4 separate regions of the Mus musculus genome follow, and regions 1, 2 and 4 are each linked to region 3. The links are chromatin contacts, called in public Hi-C, HiChIP or PLAC-seq and promoter capture Hi-C maps. All regions are on one chromosome and are shown on one strand. Each heading gives the region's core, a stretch centred on a gene start, on an enhancer-like site or on the middle of the called end of the contact. The rest is flanking DNA. Distances are from core to core; before and after follow the strand shown.

What was found. Promoter capture Hi-C pulls out the DNA fragments that hold promoters and counts their contacts. A called contact is a pair of places that touch in the nucleus more often than the background predicts. HiChIP or PLAC-seq counts read pairs in DNA pulled down with a chosen protein or histone mark.
Region 1: a contact with region 3 is called in a promoter capture Hi-C map of cranial neural crest. The contact joins the enhancer-like site here to the promoter of Ptgfr in region 3. A contact is called at or near these places in 5 of 39 promoter capture datasets (cranial neural crest, frontonasal cranial neural crest, liver and 2 more), 1 of 15 datasets of contacts at CTCF or cohesin (the NIH/3T3 cell line), 5 of 115 datasets of contacts at active chromatin or transcription factors (astrocytes, craniofacial prominence, embryonic hindbrain and 2 more) and 3 of 9 other capture datasets (adipose tissue, liver and pancreatic islet).
Region 2: a contact with region 3 is called in an H3K27ac HiChIP or PLAC-seq map of the NIH/3T3 cell line, with 2.3 times the contacts expected there. The contact joins the promoter of Dnajb4 here to the promoter of Ptgfr in region 3. A contact is called at or near these places in 2 of 39 promoter capture datasets (cranial neural crest and neural stem cells), 1 of 15 datasets of contacts at CTCF or cohesin (the NIH/3T3 cell line), 1 of 484 Hi-C or Micro-C datasets (muscle stem cells) and 2 of 115 datasets of contacts at active chromatin or transcription factors (the NIH/3T3 cell line and fibro-adipogenic progenitors).
Region 4: a Hi-C map of liver shows a contact between it and region 3, with 1.8 times the contacts expected there. The contact joins the enhancer-like site here to the promoter of Ptgfr in region 3. A contact is called at or near these places in 3 of 39 promoter capture datasets (the 3T3-L1 cell line and 3T3-L1-derived adipocytes) and 1 of 484 Hi-C or Micro-C datasets (liver).

What each region holds. Positions count from the first base shown.
Region 1 is chr3:152,111,743-152,114,985 of GRCm38.p6, forward strand. The region is part of intron 3 of Gipc2 (GIPC PDZ domain containing family, member 2); the gene reads right to left. Among named protein-coding and RNA genes, the nearest start is that of Gm40179, 6.2 kb to the left of the region's middle. Within about 2 kb of position 1,904, at least 114 of the 459 cell types and tissues checked have an H3K27ac peak or open chromatin away from gene starts, as enhancers often do. A contact at or near this core is called in the NIH/3T3 cell line, adipose tissue and astrocytes, where this site is marked.
Region 2 is chr3:152,191,820-152,195,181 of GRCm38.p6, forward strand. It overlaps Dnajb4 (DnaJ heat shock protein family (Hsp40) member B4), which reads right to left and starts at 2,026. Exons shown (of 3, transcript NM_025926.5): 1 at 1,558-2,026. The coding sequence starts at 1,768.
Region 3 is chr3:151,835,496-151,838,825 of GRCm38.p6, forward strand. It overlaps Ptgfr (prostaglandin F receptor), which reads right to left and starts at 2,033. Exons shown (of 3, transcript NM_008966.3): 1 at 1,807-2,033; 2 at 1-446. The coding sequence starts at 374.
Region 4 is chr3:152,227,918-152,231,093 of GRCm38.p6, forward strand. Fubp1 (far upstream element (FUSE) binding protein 1) reads left to right here. Exons shown (of 20, transcript NM_057172.4): 18 at 254-328. Among named protein-coding and RNA genes, the nearest start is that of Fubp1, 19 kb to the left of the region's middle. Within about 2 kb of position 1,529, at least 3 of the 459 cell types and tissues checked have an H3K27ac peak or open chromatin away from gene starts, as enhancers often do. A contact at or near this core is called in liver, where this site is marked.

The DNA of each region.
Region 1 (3,243 bases), core at 654-3,153, 280 kb after region 3:
CAGCTGTGTTTCTCCCAAACCTTCTCATAGCTGTGATGTCTGTCACTCTAATTATGTGATTTAATTTTAAAGAACACGAGCTGATGACACGGGGAGCTATAATTACCCAAAAAATTAGGTTAAGTGCTTTGGAGCAACTTTGTAAGAGTTGAAGAAAAAAAAAAAAACGAAGGCAAGTGGGTGGCCCTAGGAGATTGGAAAAAGTATTACAGTCATGGTCATTTCACAAACCAGGCTCTTCTTTTTAATGAAAGAACTCACATGTGTTCCTTAACGTTGTGATTATATAAGAAAGAAGTCCAGTTAGGTGTGGTGGCAGTTACACTCAGGAGCCAGAGGCAGGAAGATCTGAGTTCAAGGCCAACCCTGGCTACATGAGACCTGAAGGAAGGAATGAAGCAAGCTGGGGAGGGAAGATTTCACACATTCTGGTTTGTGTGAAAAGAAAAGAAAAGGCCTTTTAGGAGCTAAAGGACAAAGATGCTTGCCACATGAGCCTAGTAACCTGAGTCCCATCCACAGGATCAAAATAAACACATCCTCTGCCCTCCATAAATGTGCCTTGCATACAACATACACACTAATAATGACTAATGATGAGTGAAAACAAATAATGATGATACTGATGATGAATAAAAGCCCTTTTAGGTCGAGAATTGTAAAATAATGTACTTTATTTATTTATTTATTTATTTATTTATTTATTTTTGGTTTTTCAAGACAGGGTTTCTCTGTATAGCCCTGGCTGTCCTGGAACTCACTTTGTAGACCAGGCTGGCCTCGAACTCAGAAATCCGCCTGCCTCTGCCTCCTAAGTGCTGGGATTAAAGGCGTGCGCCACCACGCCCAGCTATAATGTACATTTTTATGTCTCAAATTAAAGTGCAGCATTCATACAGACGTGAATTGCTTTAGTGACGATCAGCTGGCATTTTTAGCAAGCCTACAAACTCAATCTTAGCTGTCTGGTAGGAAGAAAAGCGTTCGTCTCCAGTCCCACTCCAAAGCCAGGATGTGAATCCCAGGGAAATCAGTGTAGACAAAACTGATTCGAAAGCCTGTTGTGTCTCAGGACAAGCATTAGCAACGTGGCTTGGCTCCTCAGTAGCAAGAGGAAGTGGCACTCTCCCGGTTCTTCATGCCACGAAGGACTTAGCCTGGAGTATGATGCCACACTTGAGGGCAGGGGCAAAGAACAGGATCTCAGCAAACAGTAGGCACAAAGGGACTGAACGCTACCTGAGCGGTCAAGAGAGTCCAGGGAGTGAGGCATAGCTCAGAGCCTGTGCCTGGCACACCTGAGACCCTGGGATCCACCTAGAACTTCTGTTTAAGTTTCAGAAGTCAGGAGGAAAGGCAAAACAAAATCTTACGAGCACACAAGAGACCATAGAGAAGGGTTACATCCTAGATGGCTGGAAGCCATTTATAAAGAAAGTGAAAGAGAAAAAAAAATCAGTATTTTAGTAACATAGAAAAAAAGAAATTAATCTCTTACGGTTCAAAACTGATGTAATTTTTAAAATATGTTTCTCATTAAATTTCAGCTGAATGTATGGGCTCATTTCATTTTTTCTAACTCCTCAAAAATATGATCTGGCCCTTTAACCATATTTTTTTCTTTTTCCTTTTCTTTCTCTTTTCTTCTTACTTACCAGCTCAGGGTGAGCTGCTGGAATTCATTATATAGCACAGGCCTGCTTCAAACTCCAATGATCTTCCTGCCTTGGCCTCTTGAGTACTGTGATTACAGACATGAGCCACCAAGCCCAACTGCCCTGACCTTTTGGGACATCTATGGGGACTTTCCACTGAGATCTGACGGCCCCCATGGTACACTTGGTTTTCACACAACGTCATAGCTTACAGTCATGTTCTAATGGCCGTGGCTAATGGTTTACCCTGTACAGCAATCGCCCTTTGGTCAATGTGCACCATGGCCCACAGGCAGTGATTAAAAGCATGGACTGTAGACTCTCAACTAAGCCAGCATCCTCGGAGCTTGCAGCTACAGCTTGAGGAGTAAAATCCTTATCTGTAAGCAGAATGTTGTCTACAGGGCTGAGCAGGCTCCCACAGAGCGAATGCATGGAGGACTCTGGGCCGGGCAGCCTACACCTACTAGCAGACTGCTGTGGCTGCCCAATGGTTGAGAGAGGGTGAAGGGTGACTGGGAGTGGGAAGGAGGGAGGGAGGCAGAAATGGAGGGAGGGAAGGAGGTGGGGAGGGGGGGAGGGAGGCTCTTCACTCCCTCCAGAACAAAGCCATTCACACTCTTTCTGAAAATGGGAAACATGCGAAGGTCCTTCTTCATAAGTTCAAAAAGTTCACTCCAAACATCAGAAGCACAGGCCTCTCTCCCTCTGTCTCTGTCTCTTTGTCTTCATTCGCATATATTTTCACCCCTCTCAAATAAAGCCATATAATGGCTCCCTTCAATTGGGAGTAGCAGTAGATAAGCCTAATAGGGTTCCACTCAGAGTCCCCAAAACAGAGAGATGCAGCAAAGCCTTCACAGATGCTCCACACAGGAGATCCTCTAGAGGCTGTCCCATTAGCAGGAGGCCTTGCAGGGGAAGAACAGTGCTGTGGAGAGCCAGGGTGATGGATGTAATCCCAGAACTCTGGCCTCTGCCCCCTCCATCCCAGAAAGGGAAACACAGCCCTCCCCTAACCTGCCTCCATCTTGAGTGGGACGACAGAGCTTGGCAGAACGTTGCAACAGACTCCAAGCTGCAAATCCAGGGATGCTTGCCGTCCCTGGGTTCCCAGAACAGACAGATCTCAGGGACTGACAAATACAAGCCAGGTTCACTAGGAGCAGACCCTACCACCGGTTTATCCCACAGGAAGAGAGTGGTTTTACACAGCATTGAAACCAACGGGTGTCATTTTATAGAACTGCTGTGTTAACTCTACAATCTTGCGATTATTTTTAATTATGCACATACACAAACGTGCATTGAGTATGTGTGTGTGTGTGTGTGTGTGTGTGTGAGAGAGAGAGAGAGAGAGAGAGAGAGAGAGAGAAGGGGGGGGTCAGAATCTTCCTTTAAAAGTGGTGTCTGAGCAGACACCCAGCCACCAGGGGTAAAGACGCGAGATGACCACAGCCAACGGCAGAGAGGACTGAACAGAGCAGAGGAGAAACCGGTCCAGCCCATGAGTTCTGCAAAGTCAAAGACTTCAGAAGCAAGGAGAGGGCAGTTGCACAGTCCCGCCCAGCCGGGTGACTCTGCGCTT
Region 2 (3,362 bases), core at 776-3,275, 360 kb after region 3:
CTTGAGCACTCCATAAGATGGAGCCAAATAACCTGCGTTTACACAAGTGGCTTTGTGGGAACTCACACACCACTCCACCTACTCAAGAGTGGCCAGAGTACTGGCACTGTCTCAAGAGCCTGCTCGCTCCTGAGAGGTCACACCACGGCATTCTCAACTGTGTGACCATGGGGAACAGACAGCCTCAACTATCCACATCTTGCTTCTTGTAATTACTCACTCACTTTGTAAGAACTTGACACTGTGGATTTGCACGAATTACAACCACAGGCAGCAGCATGCTTGGGACTGACCCAAAATTAAAGCAGGAGGAAAAGGGCCCACCACTGCTCTGAGTTGTCGGTTTAGTTTGCTTAATGCATGGCCCTGTTTGAAGGACTTCTAATTAGGGAAATCTGGTGTTTAAATGCTATAAACAAGGGGAAAACAGTATGTTTCCATAGCCACCGTGACTTAAAAGACATTAGGGGAAGAATAATGCAAAAGAACTTTAGTCTGTTTTAACACTTGAAAACCCCAGAACTCACGTGAACTAATGCATGGTTGCCGCTGCTGCTGACTGACAATTTCAAACTCCTACTTTATGGCCACATTTACGACATTTATGGACATTTATGGAGATGCTGGACAAAATTCGGAATGGTAAAAGGAGATTCTCAAAGGCTACTGAGCTCACTGAGTCCTGATCTCAGAAGGCAAGAAAAAAAGTATGGCTGAGGGAAAGGGCAGCTGTCATGCTTCCTCTTCAGCCACATAGTAAAATTTCCAAAAGAAATAGTTAACTAAAACAAACTCAGTCATTGTTCCAACTAGGTGGCCATTTTGGGTTAGAGAAGGAGAGGGAGGGCGGGAGGGCGGGGGGGGGGGGGGAGGAAGAGAGGGAGGGAGAAAGAGAGAGAGAGAGAGAGAGAGATCTTGTTCTCCTGGCACAATATTAACTGTTTATAATTAAGCTAAAAACTTGTTCTGGTATTTTATGACATCAGGGAAATTCTTTCCTCTCTAGGCAGATTGCCAAAAACAACTAGAAGCTAAATGCCTGTGCCTTCTGCTTCTACGACACACCACTCCGTCTTGTTCAGTTTCAACTAGCGTCGCTCTAAAAGGACAAAAAACTTCTTGTTTTTCTAAATAAAACATAAATGGCCCAGAATTTGAATTGCCGATCTTAAAATTTTAAGTGACTGAAGATTCTATTAATTCTGGCAATAAAATCATTAAAAACAAAACAGGTTGCATAAGACTTTTAAACAATTCATTCACAGGCATGAGAATTTAAGGTTTCTTTTAAAATATAAAATGCTAAAACAATAAGTCTAACAGGAGAATATGAATAATACAATATTCTAAGAAAAAAACCCACAAAGACAAACATGACATTTCATTCATAGCTCATTCAAATAATCAAGGATTAAACCTTAGTTTTAACCTGTTATTTTTCTTTTTATTTTAGTATGTCTGATGTTCTCATGTAACGATAACCAGAAGGCTGAGAGAGAGAGAAAAAAAAAAGCTACGATTCAGACACTGCCAAAGGTACAGAAATATGCAGCTTACCTTCTTCGCCAAACTGATCATATATTTCTCTCTTTTTAGGATCACTCAGTACTTCATACGCTTCTGCGACCTCTTTAAATTTTTCCTCTGCTTGAGGAGATTTGTTCTTGTCCGGGTGAAATTTGAGGGCTTGCTTTCGGTAAGCCTTTTTAACATCTTCATCTGTAGCTCCTTTGTCAATTCCCAAAATGTGATAATAGTCTTTCCCCATTTCGAATGCCTTGAAATGAACTTAGATTTCCCTTTGTAAAAGAAAACAGCGTCCCCAGGCTTAGCAACACAATGATCCTGAGAAAATAAAGCAAGCTGGGTATCTTACAAGTTAAAGCAAATCAGCAACTCGGCTCAGCTGTCCAGAGGCAGCAGGCAGCGTCTCTATTTAATTCCTCCCCGGCAGCTCACTTACAGATAAATAGACACCGCACGGAGACGGCCTCAGCTAGACCCTCCCACTTCAACTACGTGTCTCTGTACTTTCTAGAACAGCGAACGAACGAACGCTACAGGACGTCACTTTCCCAGCGGCCTCTAGGCAAAGTACTGAGCTGTGCCTCTCCTCCTCCACGATTAACTATTCCCTTTCCTTCGTCCTAGCTGTACCCTTTTATTTCCTGTGGATTTAGCAAACCAGCACAGAATGCCGCAACTACATATACATTTACTCCATTAGAGGTAAAAAGGCAACAGAAATAATTATAGCCATTAGGCATCCCATGTTAAACTGATTATACAGTCAGAAAAGCCCTCAACTTACAGTAGGTATTCTAACTTCAATTTCAAGTTACCTAGCTATAAAATGTGCAGAACTAAAATATGAGGTGTTTACATTTAAAATCTTCAAATAATTTGGGTCATTTTCAAAATTTCTGGGGTCTATCGATCTGAAAAGTGAGGGAGCCACTATATAAAATGTCACATGGTAAAAGGACTGTTATAACATTGAAAAGCAGTATTTTAACATAAATAGGTGACTTAAGAATGGTTTTAACTAGGGGTTCTTTTTTTTGGAGGGGGGATAATACTTAATAAACCATTCCTTATCACAATGAAACGGAAAAGCCCATTCTGAGGGGGTCTTTATACTGCAGGGAATGTAGGGGAGAGAGGATCAGATTCCAGCACGCTCAGGTCAGTGTAACTGTCACCCGGGACCAGTTTACGGCCTGGATGGATTAGTTAGGAGAGGCAGTTAGGTAACAAGTTCCTTCAAAACACATTTCCCCTAATTTTAAGTATTTACTTGTTGACAAAGATTTTTTTGAAACAAGTGGGGGGGGGTTTTCTCCCTATCTTTTTAGTATTCCCTTGTAATATTAGTATATTTCATACCTTTAAAAAACATTTGTTGCGATTTGTTGTAATTTTTTAAATCAACAGTTTTAATCATTTTACATTTATATGTTATCTGATGCTTTCCTTCTTTAAAAATGTATCTTGAATAGATGAGAAATATTTTGAATGTAAATAACTCATCTTTTATCTCTTTTGTGGGTTTTCAATCTGTACCAGCTGGCTTTGTGTGTCAACTTGACACAAGCTGGAGTTATCACAGAGAAAGGATCAGGATCAAACATTTCTTTTTCACATTCCATGTCCCAAAGACCATGGGGAAGTTAACATCAGCAGTCATCATGAGAGTGCGACTCTGAAAGTGCATATGCCATCACACTCACCTATAAATATCTACCTGCTAATACAGGTGTAGGGGGTAGACTTGAGAGAGACTATGAAGAGAAGAGAAACTACAATTAGTAAATTAACTGCATTTAAAAATTGAATTCTTCTATTAACATGAAGCTCGAATT
Region 3 (3,330 bases), core at 783-3,282:
AGAAAAAGTGGGCACAAGCCAGAAAAGACCATGGAGATTCCAAAAATACTGCACAGGATGTTTGACTGATCAAAGCGGATCCAGTCTTTATCAGAAGCATATACAAAGACAGCTATGCCTCCGTTGATAAGGTGGCCAAAGAAGTCTGTGATCACCAGGCCACTAGCCAAAAGCAGGAAGGAAGCCTTTGACTTCTGTCTAAATCTCTGGTAGGCCTTCATGAGAATGGCGATGGCCAGGCTGTTCGATAAGATCCCCACTGTCATGAAGATGATAGAAAAAAATACTGAAAGCCGGTTCTCCGTCTGGCAGGTTGTGTTTGCGATGAGTCCAGCTGCAGGAGACACTGGCTGCTTGGAACTGTTCATAGACATTGTTGTGGAGGTAAAAGCTGTCCCCTCAAGTCATCTCTCTGTCACAACTGTGCAGTCTCGGAGTGCAGACATCTGTAGCATACAGGACAGGAATTATAAAGACCTAATTACCAGTCAGTCATCTGACATTTAGAACCAAGTGCCTCAGCACCCTGGGATGGGGTGGATTTGCCCAGCCTATCATAAGTCAGGTTGCAGGACCCTGCCGCCAGCATGCATCTGTTCTGGTTGTCTCTCTTTCAAGATAAAGATACCGCCCAAACTGACACCATCAGTTCACTTCCCTAGAAAGAGAGAGAGAAATCTAAAAAAAAAAAAAGCCATCCTGATGTATCCTTGACATCTTGAATCATTTGAAGTCTTACTAAAGCACTAAGAAGGTTAGATTTCAAACCAATGGAGTTTTTAACGCATAGCAATCTATTGAAATAACTAATCCTTTAAAATCCTGTTCTTTTCTCTGTGGGACATTGACCCCTCCCCAAGTACTTGATCCACCTGCTGGTCATAAAGCCAAGGTCATGAAAGGGCAACAAACAGAATCAATCTCTCTCTCTCTCTCTCTCTCTCTCTCTCTCTCTCTCTCTCTCACACACACACACACACACACACACACACACACCTCACACTCAGTCACACTTTGACTCATGGAAGAGTGTTGAGGCTGTGATTTCTGATCTAGCCTTCTTTCACGGGGCAGAAATCCCTGCACCAAGATGAGGAAGGGTGCTGTCAGGTTACTGTAGCCTCCAGTGAGAAATGCTGTACTGTTTGCTGTTTGGGTTTTTTGCCCCTAATGTGTTGAGTCCTAAGTCCGTGCTAGCTTCAGGACCACACCACTGGATAATTAGATTGTTTTCCCAGAGCAGCTTTCCCGGAGGCTGGGGATTTGACAGCCCAGAGGCTTTAGGTGCCTGAAGGAAAGAGGCTGGCTGCCCCCTCGGTGTCTTACTCACATTTCTACTTTCGACAGTTGCAAAGCCCACACCCCAAGGGGCCTCAGCTTGCAACATTGCCTCTAAACCTAACCAACTTGCTGAAACTTTTTGCAATTTCTCAAACTCCGGAGAGTTCTTTTCCCTCCCACCCTGGGGGGCGCCAAAGGTCTGCGGCAGCCGGGGTAAGGACCATGTAGTGCAGCCAGCAGGGAATCTCAGGGAAAGAAAGGGGTAGCCCTGTGTGCGTGCTTCTCTCCTGAGGGTGGTGGAAATCCTTGCTACTGAGCCCCATCCTTACAGTGAAGCCCCCAAGCCCTTCTTTCCTCATAGCACACCACGAATTGGGTCCAAAATCCCTGCCAGTCTCAGCCTATAGTGCTCTCCAGCGGGACCCCTGCAGCTGTTGCCACCGGAGTTTATCAACCCTGGGTTCAGCTGGAGAATCCAGGGACCGTGGGAATCCGGCCGTGGGAATGCAGCCACGGGGTTTTTACCTCGGCATCCTGAGCCACTGAGTGGTTGTGTCCGGAGCAGAAGAGCGCTGAGCCCGGTGTTCCATGGCGCAACCAGCCCTGCGCAGCCGCAACCTCGGGTTCCACCTCTCTTTCCTCCCTAGGACACTTCTGAGCACTGGATCACCCGCAGGACCTATTGTGTCCTGAACTCCAGAGCACCTAGAGATGCTCCCAGCCTCTGCAGGGTGGAGGGCTGGGTGACCTCCGCCCCTTCCTCGTCTCTCTCCTCTCCGCCCACTTTCTCTGCCCGCACAGGGTGAGGCTGCTGCACGGTCCTCTGATGCTTTGGCCACCGAGCAGCAGAAGACAACGCTTTTAGCCACCAGGCAACTACGGAAAGTTTTGCTTTAAACTCGTTTCCAAATGAAAGAGGTCATTTCCGAAGCTTCAAGACAGAAACAAGGAAAACCAAGGCATGTTTAGAGCCTGGTGTGTGGGATTGTCGGGTACAGCTTATGGGGAATGAATTAATTCCAGGTCCAACCAAAAAGGGACGCGGAAATCTGGGTAAAGGTCTGCCAGTTTGAAAGAGAACTTCTAGCAGATATCCACAGGGAGTGAATTAGAAGTTCTGGGCAACTGCTGTAAGAGGAACAGCCTTAGGCTCCACTGTCACTGGAGTGCAAGCCGGGTAAGAGTATAAAGGGAAGTGAGAGCTGCGTTCTTAAGCACCTGCTGGCCTGGGATTCGAGACCTTTTGGGAGCTTCGAAGTCCTTGAGAGAATTTCTAGTGACATCCACAACAAAGGATATACACCTTATAGATTTTGTAAAATGTACTTTGTGTTCAAGTAAAGGCGCGCTCATTTTTCATTAAGAACTGTTATTTGAGCTTGTTAAACGTATAGTGCTGTGTGAACTTGTACAATGTGAGTTCTTTTCACTATGATTGTTTTTTAGCTAATAACATCCACACCTCTGAATATGTCATTTCCAGCGCAGCACTTGTGTGCCCCTATTACCTCGATTTCCCTTCTGGCCCTAGCAAAAGGTTGTCACTAGCTGTGTAAAGAGTTCTGGAATCTGCTTCTCCATTCCAGAGCCAGAAGGTGCTTCCAAATTCCTGAAGATCGAAAGGGCTCATAAAGTGCAAAGGCAAGATAAAATAAATTAGCCATTAACTGTAGAAAAGTCCGGCTGCACACTCTCCCCCTGTGGTGGAGACAGAGCAGTTTTAATTGATATTATCATAGCGTGTTTAAACTGTGACTTGGGTATGGTCAGAGAGGTCAATGTTTTGATTAGTTGGAAAATGCTGTGTCCCGGGATGGCCAGTATCCAAAGAACAACCCTGTCACAAGCCACACTGAAAATGTGACACGGAGTGCCACTCTTTCCTTTAATGATTAACAGTCCTTGGTTGCAGCTCAGTGTGTTGATGGTTTTCCTTGTGTTTCTCTCGTGGAAATGGCCCTCTATGGGGGGGGGGGGGGTCTTCTCTGTCATTCCCCTGTTCTCACCAAATCTTTGAAGTAGTGAATTCTAGAGCCAGATTTCGATTTG
Region 4 (3,176 bases), core at 279-2,778, 390 kb after region 3:
GATGAACCATGCTTGAACTGTCCTTAAAAATGGATAGAAACCATGTTCTATATTTCTTTTGTGTGCATTTACTTACTATTCCCAGTTTCTGTGTCCACCCCTTCTATACCCACTTGTCATGTATTCCCAACAAACACTTGCACAACTCCGTGGTGTAGACAGTGCTAATTACAGTACTGATGGTGTAGAAGCAAAAGTGCATAACAACCTTCAGAAACTTAAATCTTGTTTTGTTTGTTTGTTTTTTAAAAAGGAGATCAGCAGGCTCCAGCTCCAGCTGGACAGGTTGATTATACAAAGGCTTGGGAAGAATACTACAAGAAAATGGGTATGCTCTACAGTTTACGTCTTATCCTTTATCTTAGTAACTAAACGGAAGTAAATACACATTACAAAGCTAGAGATGAGTAACAAAACATTTGCTTGTTTTTAAAAAAGAATACTTGAGGTAACTCATCCGTATGTTTTTATAATGTTAAAGTTTATATTAAACAAGCTAGGCAGTGGTGATACCTGCCTTTAATCCCAGTACTTGGAAGGTAGAGGAAGGTAGATCTCCGAGTTTGAGGCCAGCCTTGTCTACAAAGCAAGTTCCAGGACACTTGGGACTCTTAGACAGAGAAACCCCATCTTGAAAAACAAAAATAATAATAAACAGGAAAGGTGACATCCTGAAATTGACTGGAAGTTAAGACATATTAAGAGCAATTCAAGAAATTCTTATAATTGTGCTTATGGCAGAGAAATACAATTGTCAGCAAGTTAATAATTAAAACCTGGCATTTCCTTACTAGGTAATAATATATGGCTTTATTACTGTACTTTTGTGTAGTGGTCTAAATGGAATGAGATTAAATTTTAGGCCAGCAAAGTAGTTGTATCACTGGCTTTACTGCAAAATAAGCATAAAATTAGCCCACAGTGACATTGCTTTACATTTCTAAACATTTGCATGCATTGAAAAGGAAAAAAGGGTGACCTTTTAAAAAGATTTTGACAACTATTGAACGTAATTCTTAACATAACCATAGTGATTGTGTTAATGTATTTCTTGTCGGTGATACAGCTTTCGACAAAGTTCCTTTCAGAACAACTGTTTGGGGAAATGTGATAACAAACTTCTGCAGTGAACAGATGGGCTGATAACTTTTCTTAACCTCACTGATCGCAGGCAGGTTCTAACAGATGGACCTTAGCACTAGAAACTTGAAACCTGCCGGGCGTGGTGGCACACACCTTTAATCCCAGCACTTGGTGGGCAGAGGCAGGCAGATTTCTGAGTTCGAGGACAGCCTGGTCTACAGAGTGAGTTCCATCCAGGACAGCCAGGGCTACACAGAGAAACCCTGTTTGGGGCCTGGGGGGAAGAAACTTGAAACCTTAAAACAATATTGTGTGTAATTAGAATGCTTACATAATTTCTTCTCTGAACTGTGATATTTTTGAGAGTAGATGGAAATGTATTAATCATTCCGTGGTAGCCGTGCTGAAATAGTGCTACTTGTTTATAAGAAGCTGAGCATGCCAAGGTGAAAGTGCGCTAACTCCATTGTTTGTTTTTACTGTGTGAGTGTTGATTGGGTAGAAACCTGGTAACTGGACTACGTAATTAAGACAGAGTAAGGTATTTGTCTGTGCTCGATTATGTCATGTTATTTGTTTACATGACTTCAAATAAGTTTTATAGATATTTTGCATTCTGTATTCTTAAAAAGTATATTGACTAGGACTTTTGAGAGTAGGTATTTTAACTCAATTAGGTTTTAGTTTTTAATATTCTAGCACTTTCCAGCACACAGTTCTGTGAATTCCTCTTCTTCTAATTATTATTATTATTATTAGAGATTTATTTATTTTATGTATATGAATGCACTGTAGCTGTACAGATGGTTGTGAGCCTTCATATGGTTGTTGGAAATTGAATTTTAAGAACTCTGCTCAATCCGACCCAAAGATTTATTTACTGTCATAAATAAGTACACCGTTGCTGACTTCAGACATACCAGAAGAGGGCATCATATCTCACTATGGGTGGTTGTGAGCTACCATGTGGTTGCTAGGATTTGAACTCAGGACCTTGAGAAGAGTAGTACTCTTACTCGCTGAGCCGTCTCCCAGCCCGAATTCCTGTTCTTGGTTGTTATGTCTACCGATCAATCAGTTGGCATACATAGAGACAGACACACACAGACAGCAGCATCGTGCAGGATAACTATTTGGAGACTCATTTTCTTCATTTGTGCTTTTTTGTAATTATGTTGAAGATCTTAATCCTGTGAGCAAAAAAAGACTAACTGAACAATTCCCTGTCATATAGATCTTGAAAGATACTGTTTTAGGTAATTTAATTAATCATTGAATTAGTATTTTTAATTATATGATAGTTATAAAAATCATTTTTCCCTGTAAAACATTTAACTACAATTTTTTTCTGAAAGTATGGTCCTTGATATATTTTTTAGTATAATCATGAATTAAGAGACCTTAAAGCAAAAGGTTCAGAATAGAAGCTCAGGAGATAGATGGGTAAGAGTGCTTAATGACCTGGGTTCAAATCCCACTACCTATCTTAAAAGCCAATCATGACTGTTGCATGTTGGGAAGCAGTTGCAGGAGCTTGCTAGCCAACTGTGGATTCAGTAAAAGGAGCAGGGGAATAAGGTACAGAGGGATAGAAGAAGGCAAAGGCAGGCAGATTTCTGAGTTCGAGGCCAGCCTGGTCTGCAAAGTGAGTTCCAGGACAGCCAGGGCTATACAGAGAAACCCTGTCTCGAAAAAAAAGAAAAAGAAACTCATTTGCAGTTAACTTGCTTGTTTACAAAATTCATTAAGTATTTCTAGAATTCGATTTTTATCATTTGATAACTCAGAATGGTCACTTAAAACAAAATTACTAATAAACGCTGAGTTTTGGGCTGGTGAGATCGCTCAGTGGGTAAGAGCACCCTACTGCTCGTCCGAAGGTCCGGAGTTCAAATCCCAGCAACCACATGGTGGCTCACAACAACCATCTGTAACAAGATCTGACACCCTCTTCTGGAGTGTCTGAAGACAGCTACAGTGTACTTACATATAATAAATAAATAAATCTTTAAAAAAAAAAAGCTGAGTTTTACATCTTTCATTGAACTTTATTTCAGCTGCCAGGTTATTTTTAGTAAAGCTGTGATATAAAC